Linked DNA regions of Mus musculus: all the other regions are linked to region 3. The links are chromatin contacts, called in public Hi-C maps. All regions are on one chromosome and are shown on one strand. The core of a region is the stretch at or near the end of the contact, and the rest is flanking DNA. Distances in the headings are between cores, read along the strand shown.

Region 1 (4,278 bases), core at 1,301-3,800, 230 kb before region 3:
GCATAATTAATTTAAAAACCATGAAAGTTCACAATTCTACACACAAGATAATTTATCATTTTAAGAGGATGAGCCTTACCTCTTTCCAGGTATCTAGGAAATCATGGTTAGCTGACATGAAGCCGGCTTGGGAGATAGAATTTAACCATTATAGCTTGGATTTCTTGCAGCCACGTCTCCCTGCATACCTGCTTGCTGAATCCACTCTCCGCTAACCTCAGGAGTCTCAGATCCTGGTCTTGGAATTGATCCAAAGCATGTCCTCCCTTCACAGTGCAGGACAGCTCACATTCCATGAAGCTCGTAAGTGAAACATAAATTAAACAGTCCTAATATCAAACCCAGCAGCTTTCACTGAGTCAGACAGAAAGGCACAGGGGAGAAAGAGCTTGGGTTTGCATCTCCACACCACTCGCTGTCCTACATGACCTTGGGCACGCAGCCTTCTGCTCTGAGTATCTTCAGATACTGTCTGAGGAGTGGGGACAGTATCCCTGTAACCCCAGCACCCAGGAGTCGGCAGCAGGGAGAGCACACGTTCACAGCAAGCCTGGGCTTTACAGACAAACACCACTTCAAAAATTCAAAATGATAACAATAATTTAAGATAGCAAAGATACAAGGGCTATAGTAAATACACCCCCACAGAGCCATCAAGAAGTAATATAATAAGCTAGGCATATTTAAATGTGGCACGGGGGCATGCTTAACACTGCATACATGTAGTTCTCTTAAAAGGCCCTGCATGGCTGAAGGAGGAAGAGGCCAGTAATTTTGTCCCGTAATTCCATACTTGGTGTGGGCAACCTCACCAACTTCCATGGGCCTTCAGGGATGAACAGGCAAAAACTTCCAGATACAGTTTTCTCCGTGGTTCTATATATTGGCCCCAGTCATTCTATTGAAATAAGACACCTTCTAAACAGTAGGCTCACAGGCACTGGGTCGCAGGGAAAGTCTGATGTGGGGGACTCAGAGCTACTGCCACATAGGCTTGGAAGAAGCTGGAAATTTCCTCTGTGCTCGAGTATACAAGTACTTCCACTCTAGCTGTCTACAACCTCAGGACTTCGAGATCTGCTCCCTCATTTCAGGTACTTCCAAAGAAACCTGGCAAGCAACCCCCAGTTGCCTGCACGTCGGTGTGCAACCATCCCTACGAGTGGGTTGGAGGAGCATGCCTGTGATTTTTCTTCTTCTCTTTCAACTGGAGTTGATGCACTAAGCTGGGCCACCTCACTTAGGCGCTGAGGCCTAACAGTGCTCAGGGAGGAGAGTCTGGGGCAGCAGTTTATACAGCTGGCTTTGTAACATGGATAGACAAAGATGAGTAGAGAGAGCTTCTCCCTGGGCCCATAGAATTGAGGTGCCTCTCTGGCCAGCAGCCAGTCTTGCTGGATCTAATTTCCTCCCAAGCCCTGTGTTGGCTAAAGATTTGACTGGTGGTTGGTAGGGCATCATAGTTCTCTCGTGTGAGATGGCTTGACCAGTGAACTAAGACACCTCCCAAGGAGACATGGCATATCGAGACCACTGGGATGGCTAAATGCATCATGAAGTAACTGCTTTATACCCCTTCACTTGAAGATTTGGGGGTTCCGTGGCAGTAATTAAGTGACTAGCATGGAATTACTGGCTAAGCCTTATGGCTTGGGCCTGTAACCTCAGTACGTGAGAGATAGAGGCAGGAGAACTAGGAGTTCAATGCCAGTGTTGGCTGCACAGAGAGTTTGAGTCCAACCTGGGCTCCATGGCACCCTCTGCCAAAGATAAACAACAAAGTAATGGCTGATTACTAATGTCTATACCGTTTTTAACAATGATGTACAAAGCATGGTTCTGATGTTGTATGCCTCTGCTTACTACCCACAATTTTGTGAGTGGAAGAAATGATGGCATGCTACAGCCAGAGTTCCCAAAGAATGTTAAAAGAATCAGAAATTTCTAGTCCTACAAACTTGGACTCTCTCTGCAGATTTTATTTCCTCTAGGGGCTGGGGTGACCTCAATCACACTATCTTTATGATAGGGACTTAATCCCACTTAATCCCAGTGAAAATGTGTAAAAAATCTTTTCTAATACTTAGGAAGGAAGACCACCATAATCCGTAATTACAAAGTTGGTTGACACCTGTAACCAGAGAGTTGCTAATGAAGACATTGGGCATGCTTTAGGAACAAGACTGCCTGGACCCATCTCACCTCTGAAAACCAAATTAAACCAAACTAACATAGCCCCAACTCAGGGAGTAAATCAGTCAGACATAGTGAACAATGGAAATCCCAACACAATAGCTTGTTGTTTTCTTGTTGCTGTTTGCACACACAGCCTAGACCAGCCTTGAGAGCATCAGCTTTCTGTTTCCTGAGTACTAGATTGCGGGCACACATCATCGTGCCCAGATCACAGCAGTCTTATGTGACTAGCTGCCCCTAGAAGGGAAGTGGTAAGGAAGAGAGCAGAGAAGTGGTGGAAGGAGCTATCCTCCTTTGTAGCCTTGTCTAAACAAAAGAGGAGGTACAGGGCAATGAAAGGTAATTCCAGATCCATCCACTGGAGGGGAGTAGTGAGCAACATGATGATGGGCAAAGTGCCCTGGGAGAGACAGGAAACAACTTTGTATGTTGACCTGCAACAATGAAATAACTCAGCCACATGAGTTTTAGAAACAAAGTTATTTACATGTAATGTTTTAAAGGCAGAGAAAGCCCAATAATCCATCCTATACCCATCAATTCTTCACTTTTTTACATCTTGTTCTCTTTATTGTCCATGTCAATTAAAAAACTCCTGATAACCTTGGGGCAAATATGTTGTCTCACATGTACTACACTGCTACAAGAACTTACATTGAGGAACTGGAGACATGTTTTCAGTAGTTAAAACATGTAGTTAAGAGCATTTACTGCTCCTGCAAAGAACCCAGTTTGGCTCACCTCACCCACATGACTGTTCACAACTGCCTATAATTCCAGCTACAGGGGAATCCAATGGCCTCTTCTGGCCTTCAAGGGTACTGCATGCATATGGTATACAATACCCACCCATACAGGTAAACACATAAAAATAAATCTCACTTGAAAGGCAGGAGCAGGTAAATCTCTGTTAGTAGCCAGGATGCTCAACATAGCAAAGTCCAGGCCACCCAGGGTTACATAGTGAGATAGAAAGAAAGAAAGAAAGAAAGAAAGAAAGAAAGAAAGAAAGAAAGAAAGAAAGAAAGAAAGAAAGAAAGAAAGAAAGAAAGAAAGAGAGAGGAGGGGAGAAGAGAAGAGAAACAAAGAGCTAATTTTTGTTCCCAAAACACATACACACACACACACACACACACACACACACACTGGATTCTTTAGTTGGTCTGCAGCTCATGTTTGTTTATGGTGGTATTTGAAGTTAGGGATCAACCATAATTCTTCTATGTAGTGAGCCAGTCCCCTACACTATCTATGCAGCAGTCACCCCTTCCTGTTGATTTGTCTGCTACACATCAATTGCATATGCACACTCATGTACATTTTTAGCACTTTCTTACCTTTGTTCTATGTAAATGTTTTATTATGTAGCTGTGCCGGTTGACCTTTCATGTCCCTCTTTCTCAACTGTATGTCTGCAATCATCAATATCATAGAAAAAGTAGCTCCCTTGATCTTTATAGTCAGCAGGTCATGGACTTGAACATGATAGCACAGACCATGGACACCCACATGGTCTCTGATGTCAACATGGTCTCCTGTGGCAGTTCAGACCATGGACATCAACATGACCCTCTTCCACTGCACAGGCCACGGACACCATCCTAGCCCTGACAACAGTACGGATCAAAGATATTAATATGGCGTCAGGTAGCAGTGCAGGATTCTCACGTCAACATGGCTCTCTGCAGCAGTACAGATCACAGACATCTAGATACCCAGATGGCCTTCAGTGGCAATACTGGCCACAGACCCCAGCTGAGGTAGGACTGGGGACCCAGACATGGCCCTCAGCAGTAGCATGATAGGCTATACCCATTAACACGTCTCAGATGGCTACCCACTCATAGCAGCATGGCCCCTCAGCAGCGTCCACAAACATCAGCATGGCCTCAGGGGCAGCCCAAACCGACAACATCTGTATGGCCTTTAGTGGTAACTTGGCCAGGAACATCAGCAGAAACATCCTGGCTGCTGTAACACCACTGACATCCACATGAACCTCAGGCTGCAACATGGACAAGGGCATCAGACCACAGATACCAAGTGGCTTCCAGGGGCAGCTTGGACCATAAAGGTCTTTTG
Region 2 (4,581 bases), core at 1,362-3,861, 140 kb before region 3:
TGAGAGGACAGAATCAAAGATCACATGCTATCCCTGTACTTAATTACACACCCACACAAGTAGTAATCAATACAGTGAGGCTTCGTGAACCCAGGCTCTTTCCTGGCAAAATTACCAGTTTCCCATCTAGATTGTTCATGTGCTAGTTTTAAAAGCATTTTTGAGATGCCAAATGACAGGCATTTCCCTCCAGGTGTTCCTATTGTGTGGTGTCCCTGTGTCTCCAGCACCATTCCCCGAACTCCCCCTGCTTCCCTGGTTTAGCTTCTAAGGTCCAGGTAACCAGATATGAACTTCCCAGGTCAGGAACTGATGGTCTAAAAAGAGAAGGCGTGATCGGTCACCTCATATGCGGCTGAGGGATTTTTGCCTAGTTATTTGGAGCTTTTTAATCAGTAGCTCTGCATCCACTTGTTCTCCTTCTCCCTCTCTGTCTCTCTCTCTGATTTTTCCAAACAATTTAGGGGTATGTGCCTGAGTTGTAATCTCTAGCACTGGAAATACACACACACACACACATACACACACACACACTATTTGGGGCTGTGTGTGTGTGTAACTATGCATGTGTATACACAACCGCTCCTAGCTCAAGTGTGTACTTTAGCTCTATAATAAAACTCCTTCCTGATTCCTTTTGAAGAAACTGATGATTGTTCTAAGTAAACTGTGAGGAGGAAAAGAAAGGGAAGCGTGGATTATTGAGGAGGAGGTGAGGAACAAAGTCCTTCAACAATGCCTAGCCTAAGCACACGTATGCACGCGCACACGGGTGCAAGAGTCTCTGGATGCTTAAGAACAAAGTTAATATTTAGTTTTGCTTTCAGGGAGGAGACCTGGAAAACGTTGAACATCTTGTGGTAAAAATATACAAAGCATAAAAACGTATGCTGTTGTAACTGTTTAAAAATACATAACTCAGTGACTTTCAGTACGTTCATAACACAGGGTGACCTCCCATGCATCTAACTTCAGGACATTGCCTCATCTCATAGAAGACCCCACATCCATGAGAAACCATTTCCTGTGCCCTGGCTACCACTAACCTTGCTCTATATCTCTATCAATTTGCTTCTTCTCTATATTTCATAGAACAGTAATGATATAACGTGGCCCTTTAAGCTGGGCAGCTCCAGCTCACAGCTTTAATCCTAGCACTATGGAGGCAGAGCCAGACAGATCTCTGAGTTCAAGGTCAGTCTGGTCTTCAAAGCAAGTTCCAGGACAGCCAGAGATACACAGAGAACCCTGTTTTGTTTTTTAGGTTTTTTGTTGTTGTTGTTGAAGATTTATTTTTTTATTTTATGTATGTGAGTACACTGTAGCTGTCTTCAGACACACCAGAATAGGGCGTCATATCTCATTATGGGTGGTTGTGAGCCACCATGTGGTTGCTGGGAATTGAACTGAGGACCTCTGGAAGAGCAGTCAGTGCTCTTAACTGCTGAGCCATCTCTCCAGCCCACGAACCCTGTTTTGAAGAATAAAAAACAACAAACATTTGGCCTGGCTTCTGTGGTGGTTTGAATAGGTATGGCCCCCACAGATTCAAGTGTTTGAATGCTTGGCCCATTGGTAGGTGTGGCCTTGTTGGAGGAAGTGTGTCACTGTGGGGGTGGGCTTTGAGGTCTCCTATGCTCAAGCTATGCCCAGTGTAGCACACTCTCCTCCTGCTGCCTATGAATCAAGATGTAGAACTCTCAGCTTCTTCTCCAGCACCGTGTCTACCTGCAGGGCACCATGCTTCCTACCATGAAGATAATGGGCTAAACATCTGAAACTGTAAGGGAGCCCCAAATTAAATGTTTTCATTTACAAGTGTTGCCAAGCCATGATGTCTCTTCACAGCAATAAAACCCTAAGACAGCTTCCTTCACTTGGCATGTCTTCAAAACTTGTTTTTATTTTAGACTGTTATCATTTCTTCATTCTTTTCTATGGCTGAGTAACACTGCGTTGTGTGATGTTGTTTGTTTATGGTAAGAGGTGGTTCTGGTGTCACTGTGCTCTGAGGATAACCCTCAGGAGTCAGGGATGGGCTTGGGTGGTCAGAAGAGGCAGCAAGTCCCTTTCCTTGCTGGGCCATCTCACTGATCTGTATAGCCACTCACCAGTGATGACGCTTGGGCCATTTCCAACTTCAGTTATTGTGATTAGCCCTGCGAACACTGTGATGTTTCAGTCTTGTATCATGTTGCATGTATTACCTAACAACCCAAAAGATTGTTTTAATAAAACGACCAGAGACAAATGCATTACTTTATAACTGAGACCTGTCAGCTCTTTAAGATCATTACGGGATCAACAAATGGGTCTCCTAGGACCTAAGAGAAACGGAGGGGTGGGGAGTTTAAAATAGAATCCAATTTTAAAATAATCCAGTGGCTTTTCAAGCTGCAACTGCGCCCGTCATTGTTCCAGAAGCCTTGCCCTGGCAAGCGTGGGAAGGGCTGTGAGAATGTGTAGTTGATCCCTGTTTTTCAAAAAGGGAAAGCGGTAATTAAAGTTGGCTTTACCGTGTGATTATGTTGACTTGGTCTGATGCACAGATTCTCCCCGGGAGTCTGGCTCCTGCAGCGCCACAGATGTCCTCTAGGGGGCGAGCCCAGGAGACGCCGAGTCCCCTGAGGAGCTCTGAGCCAGGGGGAACTGGGCCAGCAGAGCCTTTGCAAAGGGAAGAGGAGAAAACACCGTGACGAAGCATCCAGTGCTGGGAGGACACTTGGGAGACGCGTTTCTCAAGCACTTTATTTTTATAAACAGAGAGATGGAGAGCCAGAATAGCTGCTGCTGTCACAAACACTGGAGGCAAGAAGTCTGGGACTGTCTGTAATGATGCAACACGCAGCACAGGGACAGCGTCTTTCCATAGCCCAGAGTGGGGAGTTTGAATGTCTCCTCCCTCGTACACTACCTTCCGACTTCTGATCCCACCAGTTAGTTACATGTGTGACCCAGGGGCCGTAATTGAGTCTTCCTAGGTCATGTCAGTATTTGCTTACTGGGTCTACTATCTCCAGACAACAGAGATATACCCAAATTCTGCGTGTATCAAACCTCCTTATTGCTACGTATGCAGATTCTCAACATGTGTTTAGTTGGAGAACTACTATAGTCCTTTCAAAGGCCATAGTTCTGTTTAACGAATTAATTAATTAATTAATTAATTAATGAGTTCCCCTCCCCCCCTTGTCTCACTACATACCTCAGACTGGCCTGAAATCCATGAACCTCCTGCCTTAGCATTCTAGATTCTGGGATTTACTGCTTTGCAGCACCCCACCTGCACCAAATAAATCTTGAACTTTTATTTTCTGTATAACATTATCATCCCGGGGGGTGGTTGTTGACATGTCACAGAACTGAGCCTGCAGCTAATAGATGACAACTTCAGTCAGTTCTCCTTCCACCATGTGGATTCCAGGAACCTCAGGTGATCAGCTTATCTAACAAGCTCTTTGATCTGCTGTGCCATCTCCCAGGCTCCCAGATAAATCTTTATTGGTGACATCTTCTCATATGTAGAAGGTTTACCCTGGCTGGGGAAGCGAATGAGAGTTTTGAGTGTAAGCGCCATGTTTAGGGTCAAAAGCTCCTCTGTGAAGCCCATCCTGTGTACACTCTGCTTGCTGTCTGCCAACCAGGCATCCTTAGAGCCTTTCCAAGGCACAGAGGGCCACATCCTCCTGCCTCCCCGTCCTGCATTTGGACAGAGCTGGGCTTGGATGTTTCAGTTATCACTGATCCTCCTTACCCATGGGTATCACGTGCACGGATTCAACCAACCATGCTGAGAATGGGCCTCTGGATTTGTGTGCTGGTTTTCATTGTATTCAGAATGATTTGGAAAATGTACAGCTCTAGGGTCAGAGCACACATCTGCGGTGCTAGGGTAGGTGAGGAGGGGATTCTTGTTACTGTTGTTGTCTGAGACAAGGTCTCTCTACATAGCCTTGGCTGTCCTGGAACTCACTATGTAAACCAGGCTTGTCAAACTCACAGAGATCTGACTGTCTCTGCCTCTCTATTAAAAGAATATACCGCGGGGTGGTGGTGGCGCACGCCTTTAATCCCAGCACTTGGGAGGCAGAGACAGGCGGATTTCTGAGTTCGAGGCCAGCCTGGTCTACAAAGTGAGTTCCAGGACAGCCAGGGCTATACAGAGAAACCCTGTCTCGAAAAACCAAAAAAAAAAAAAAAAAAAAAAAATACCACATGCCAGATGTGAGGGGATTCTTTTTTTTTTTTTTAAGATTTATTTATTATTATACGTTAGTACACTGTAGCTGTCTTCAGACACCCCAGAAGAGGGGGTCAGATCTCATTACAGATGGTTGTGAGCCACCATGTGGTTGCTGGGATTTGAACTCAGGACCTCTGAAAGAGCAATCAGTGCTCTTAACCACTGAGCCATCTCTCCAGTCCGGGAGGGGATTCTTAAGAAGGGGAATGTGTTCTGTCTTTACTGTCATAGTTACCCAATGTTTGTTGAGTCAAAATTCATGAGCACGTGTAAGAAGGGAGTGGAGATTATTGTATACAGGAGGCTATGGCTGGCTGGCTCTTCCCGTCCAGCACAGA
Region 3 (4,020 bases), core at 1,477-3,976:
TCTTTTGTTCCCATTAACAATTTTCCATCAAAATAACCTACTGCAAATGGTCTGTCTTCACTGAACCAAGCAATGCAGGTGACAGATACTACCATGATAGAAACACAAGAGAAGAATGGGTTTGTCACTATCTAGACACCTAGGTAGATGCTTTGAGAACAAAAAACAAAACAAAAAACAAAAAATATGTGCTTCGACCACCACAGCAAGAAAACGTCTACACAGCTAAGCAATTAGAGCCTGCAGCATACAGCTGATGTAACCCACTTTGAGAATGTTAGTTACGAGTAAAAGACATGACCTCACTTCTAACATTTCATTCTTGCCCAGGAGTTTCTTGTTTTGTTTTTAAGAAAGAAAAACAATAACGATCTGGTTGGTATTAAGGCATTGTACCATGTTCTTCTTTTGAGAAAGAATCTACTATGAAACTGAAAAATCATCTTGATGATTCCTTCTGCTGTCACAGTCAGTGTTCCTAGGCTCTTAAGACTGTCTATCCTATCCTCTAATCACCATTGCTTTTCTGTAAACTGTAAGGCTGAGAAGTAGAAAATAGTACCTAGAGGGCAGGATGGGGCTTGGGGGTAGCAGACAGGAAGATTTTCCTTCTACGCCTTTTAAAATGTTTTAACTTTTGAACCCTCTGAAGTTATTAACAAATTTTTAAAAGTAGAAAGTAAAAAACCCAAACCCAAAACATGACAAACAATTCTCCTGTCAAATAGAGTATTATACAAATCAGTACTGTGACCTCTGAATTACTTGTTTCCTTCAAATAACTAATAAAAACTGCTAGTAAGACATGCATTTACTCAAAGGTACTCAGTAAGAAAAACACAGAGGCAAACTTTGTGTCATCTGCTGAGTCCAGGACCTTTCTTCTCCATCTTCCCCTATTTTCCTTAGTTTACTCAGGCGTTAACAACACAGGTGTTTCTACCAATGATTCCCCTATTCCATAGCTCTAACTTTTAAGGGATATTTGCATCCTGTTATAAATGTTCAATCATTCACACAAAGGATGAATGGCTAATATGGTGTAACAAAATGAAATTTCCCTTTGGCAGAGAGACAAAGTAAGGGGTAGAGAAACAGATTTCAATTCAATTACTAATTAAAATAAGAAACAGAGTGGAAATGTTAGAAAACAAACCCAAAGTAGCACCCACTCAGCATTTATATTCAACCAAAACCCTTGTCTATTTGTCTACTTTCTTGACTAGAAAATGTCTTACCATCCTTTCGATAGCAGTGTTCCAGTTCTCGGCGGTGCATAGTGGACACATCAACAACTTCAATCAGTCCTAGAGATCCGTCCATCCGTCCCACCAGCAGTAACTCTGGAGACTCTCCTGACCAGGTTGTAGCTGGACCTTCTTCTGGCCAGGCCAGGGCAGATACCCAGTGAGGCTGAATATCTACTAATCCTTTTCCTCCTACAGAGGGAGAAATGTTAGCCCATTTTACTCTTTAAAAAAGAACACGTGCCAGGTGTAGTGGTACACATCCTTAATTCCAGCAATCAAGAGGTGGAGGCAGGTGGATCTCTGTAAGTACAAGGCCACTCTAGTCTACACGTGCCATATAGATAAAGATAGATAAGAAAGAGATAGATAGATAGATCGATCAATCGATCCTTGGCTAGTATGGGATTCAGTGAGGGATAGATATATCTTTCAATAAATATATGTAGATATAGATCTCCAAAAATAAAAATAGAAATTTCAAAAAAGAACAAGAAAAAATATTAGCTAATAGCTAATGCACTCTCCAATTCACAACAGTCTATGAACCTAAAGGTCTGTGAAAACAGAATCTTATTCGTGTCTTGAGTATCATTTAAGTCAACAATCTTTAACTACTTACAGAAAAAAGAACTTCTACAGATGACAGAATAAAGGAATAAACTTAGTAGCAAATGGCAAACACTTAAGTGCTTTCCTATTGCTGGCAAATTGGCACATGTTTCTTTCCCAGGACACTGCGGGAAGGCTAAAGGCAACATCACTAAGGTACTTCTGCTTTTAGCTTACTTGTTTTTGACATAGGCATCACAATGTAGTCCAGGCTGACCTCCAACTTCAAGCAATCCTCCTGCCCCCACCCCCAAGTACTGAAATTCCATGGGCCATGATGCTCAGCGACTTGTAATAACTATTGAAATCCCACTTGATATGAGTAATTTACCTACAACTAAGACAAGCTAGCTACTCCTTTATTATGTGAATGACAACAGCCATTTCTTAAATATGTAAAAATAAACAAATACTAGTAACTCTATAATCACAGCAGTATTTTTTTATCCTCTAGAAAAATACAATAAGATTTGATAAAGGGCTTTGTGGGTAAAGGCACTTGCTGCCAAGCCTAATGACCTAAGATCCACATGGTAGGAGAAAACCAATGTCAAGTTGTTCTCCAACCTCCATACATGCACCCTGGGAGGGAGGGAGGGAGGGAGGGAGGGAGGGAGGGAGGGAGGGAGGGAGGGAGGGAAGGAAGGAAGGAAGAGAGAGGAGAGAAAGGAGGGAGGAGAGAGGGGGGATGGAGGAAGGACAGGAAAAAATAAAGTATAAAGCACCTAATAATTTTTATCCCTGAAAGAAACAAATGATAGAGCTACTTCAAGTGACTGAAAATTACGTAGCTTAACAAAGCCTACTTACTGCTGCATTAAAAGAAGTTTTGGCTTACAGAAGTAGGTACCTGAAACTTCCAGGAAGTGCATCCTGTGCAGTATTTTCATAGAAAAGCTCATGGATTTCCAGGTAAAGAGAAGCCAGTGCTTCCAAGACTAAGTGAGAAGGAGGCTGAGCTGCACCCATTGCAGTTGCAAGACTCTTACCATTAACTTGCCAGATGTTCACCATCTTCTCCAAAGCCCCAGCAAGGTATTTGCCACTGATACTCCAGGAAACAGGTGAGAAGCTTGGGTCGCTGGGTGACCCAAGGCTTTCCTCAGCATCCCCTTCCCTAAAATGCAGAACAGATGAGTATGCAATTTCCATCCCCATTTCCAAATTTAGTAAGCTATACTTCAAACCTTGAAGCTAGGGGTACATACAGGCAGGCCATTATCATAGGATATTCTTAGTTAACAGTATCTCTCACCACAGAGAAAATATCAACTATGAAAGAATGATGCTTTGACTACTCATTATTAGGACAGAATCTGTCAGCAAAGACCTTCAGAATTGATATGGGTTGTAGACAGAGTTACTATTCAGAGTATACTGATTTCTGTATGCCAAATTTATATAAAACGTCTTAGAAAAGGAACGCATGTAGAGAAAGAAACTTTACCAAATTTACTGTTGGTGGTGATGTAAATTAATCAGCTATTGTGGAAATTAGTTTGGAGAGTTCTAAAAAAATAAAAACATAACTATCATATGGCCCAGCTACCTCGCTCCTGGGCATATACACTGAGAACTCCATACTCTACTACTAGGATATCTATACTCACATATTTATAGCCATTTTTTAACTGTAACAAAGAATTGGCAACAACCTAGTTATCTATTAAAAGATGAATGGGTAATAAAAATCTGGTGTATACATGAAAGAATAATACTCAGTTCTACATAAAAATGTATGATAAGATTTGTAAGAAAATGGATGGACTTAGAATGTATATCAAGTGAGGTCAAACAATCTCACAAAGGGAAAAAAACCACATGATTTTCCTCATATGTGGAATCTAGCCAATAATATATGAATATATGCAAATAAATGTATATGTGAATATAGTATAGTCTATAGAAAAGAGAGCAACAAGATTAAATCTTAGGAGATAAGGAAGGACTAAATGTGGGTAACAGCATGAGTTATTCAGGAAGATATAAAACCAATTATGTTTTAGTTCTAACTCTGTTGTGGAGTTTCCATTTGTCCAGTGGTAAGCACATAAAAATATATTCAGTAGTGTTAGTGTAAAATCTAGTGCAAAGTTTCACAGCTGCTGTTCTATGTGGCTGTCTGTACAGAAGTTCAGGTAAAAAGTTCAGGTAAAGTTAA

Evidence for each region. A called contact is a pair of places that touch in the nucleus more often than the background predicts.
Region 1: a contact with region 3 is called in a Hi-C map of regulatory T cells, with 6 times the contacts expected there. The contact joins two enhancer-like sites. A contact is called at or near these places in 10 of 39 promoter capture datasets (the 3T3-L1 cell line, the C10 cell line, the HPC-7 cell line and 5 more), 2 of 15 datasets of contacts at CTCF or cohesin (large pre-B cells and pro-B cells), 18 of 484 Hi-C or Micro-C datasets (B cells, the Ba/F3 cell line, CD4 T cells and 10 more), 8 of 115 datasets of contacts at active chromatin or transcription factors (the SCID.adh cell line, T-cell acute lymphoblastic leukemia, bone marrow-derived dendritic cells and 5 more) and 3 of 9 other capture datasets (adipose tissue, embryonic stem cells and liver).
Region 2: a Hi-C map of regulatory T cells shows a contact between it and region 3, with 1.6 times the contacts expected there. The contact joins two enhancer-like sites. A contact is called at or near these places in 2 of 484 Hi-C or Micro-C datasets (nephron progenitors and regulatory T cells) and 2 of 9 other capture datasets (liver and pancreatic islet).

Annotation. Positions count from the first base shown.
Region 1 is chr9:66,704,238-66,708,515 of GRCm38.p6, reverse strand. No RefSeq gene overlaps it. Among named protein-coding and RNA genes, the nearest start is that of Car12, 7.3 kb to the left of the region's middle. Within about 2 kb of position 2,550, at least 26 of the 459 cell types and tissues checked have an H3K27ac peak or open chromatin away from gene starts, as enhancers often do. A contact at or near this core is called in regulatory T cells, where this site is marked.
Region 2 is chr9:66,609,946-66,614,526 of GRCm38.p6, reverse strand. No RefSeq gene overlaps it. Among named protein-coding and RNA genes, the nearest start is that of Usp3, 19 kb to the right of the region's middle. Within about 2 kb of position 2,611, at least 105 of the 459 cell types and tissues checked have an H3K27ac peak or open chromatin away from gene starts, as enhancers often do. A contact at or near this core is called in regulatory T cells, where this site is marked.
Region 3 is chr9:66,470,802-66,474,821 of GRCm38.p6, reverse strand. Herc1 (HECT and RLD domain containing E3 ubiquitin protein ligase family member 1) reads right to left here. Exons shown (of 78, transcript NM_145617.3): 53 at 2,849-2,976; 54 at 1,239-1,439; 55 at 1-88. Among named protein-coding and RNA genes, the nearest start is that of Fbxl22, 42 kb to the left of the region's middle. Within about 2 kb of position 2,726, at least 2 of the 459 cell types and tissues checked have an H3K27ac peak or open chromatin away from gene starts, as enhancers often do. A contact at or near this core is called in regulatory T cells, where this site is marked.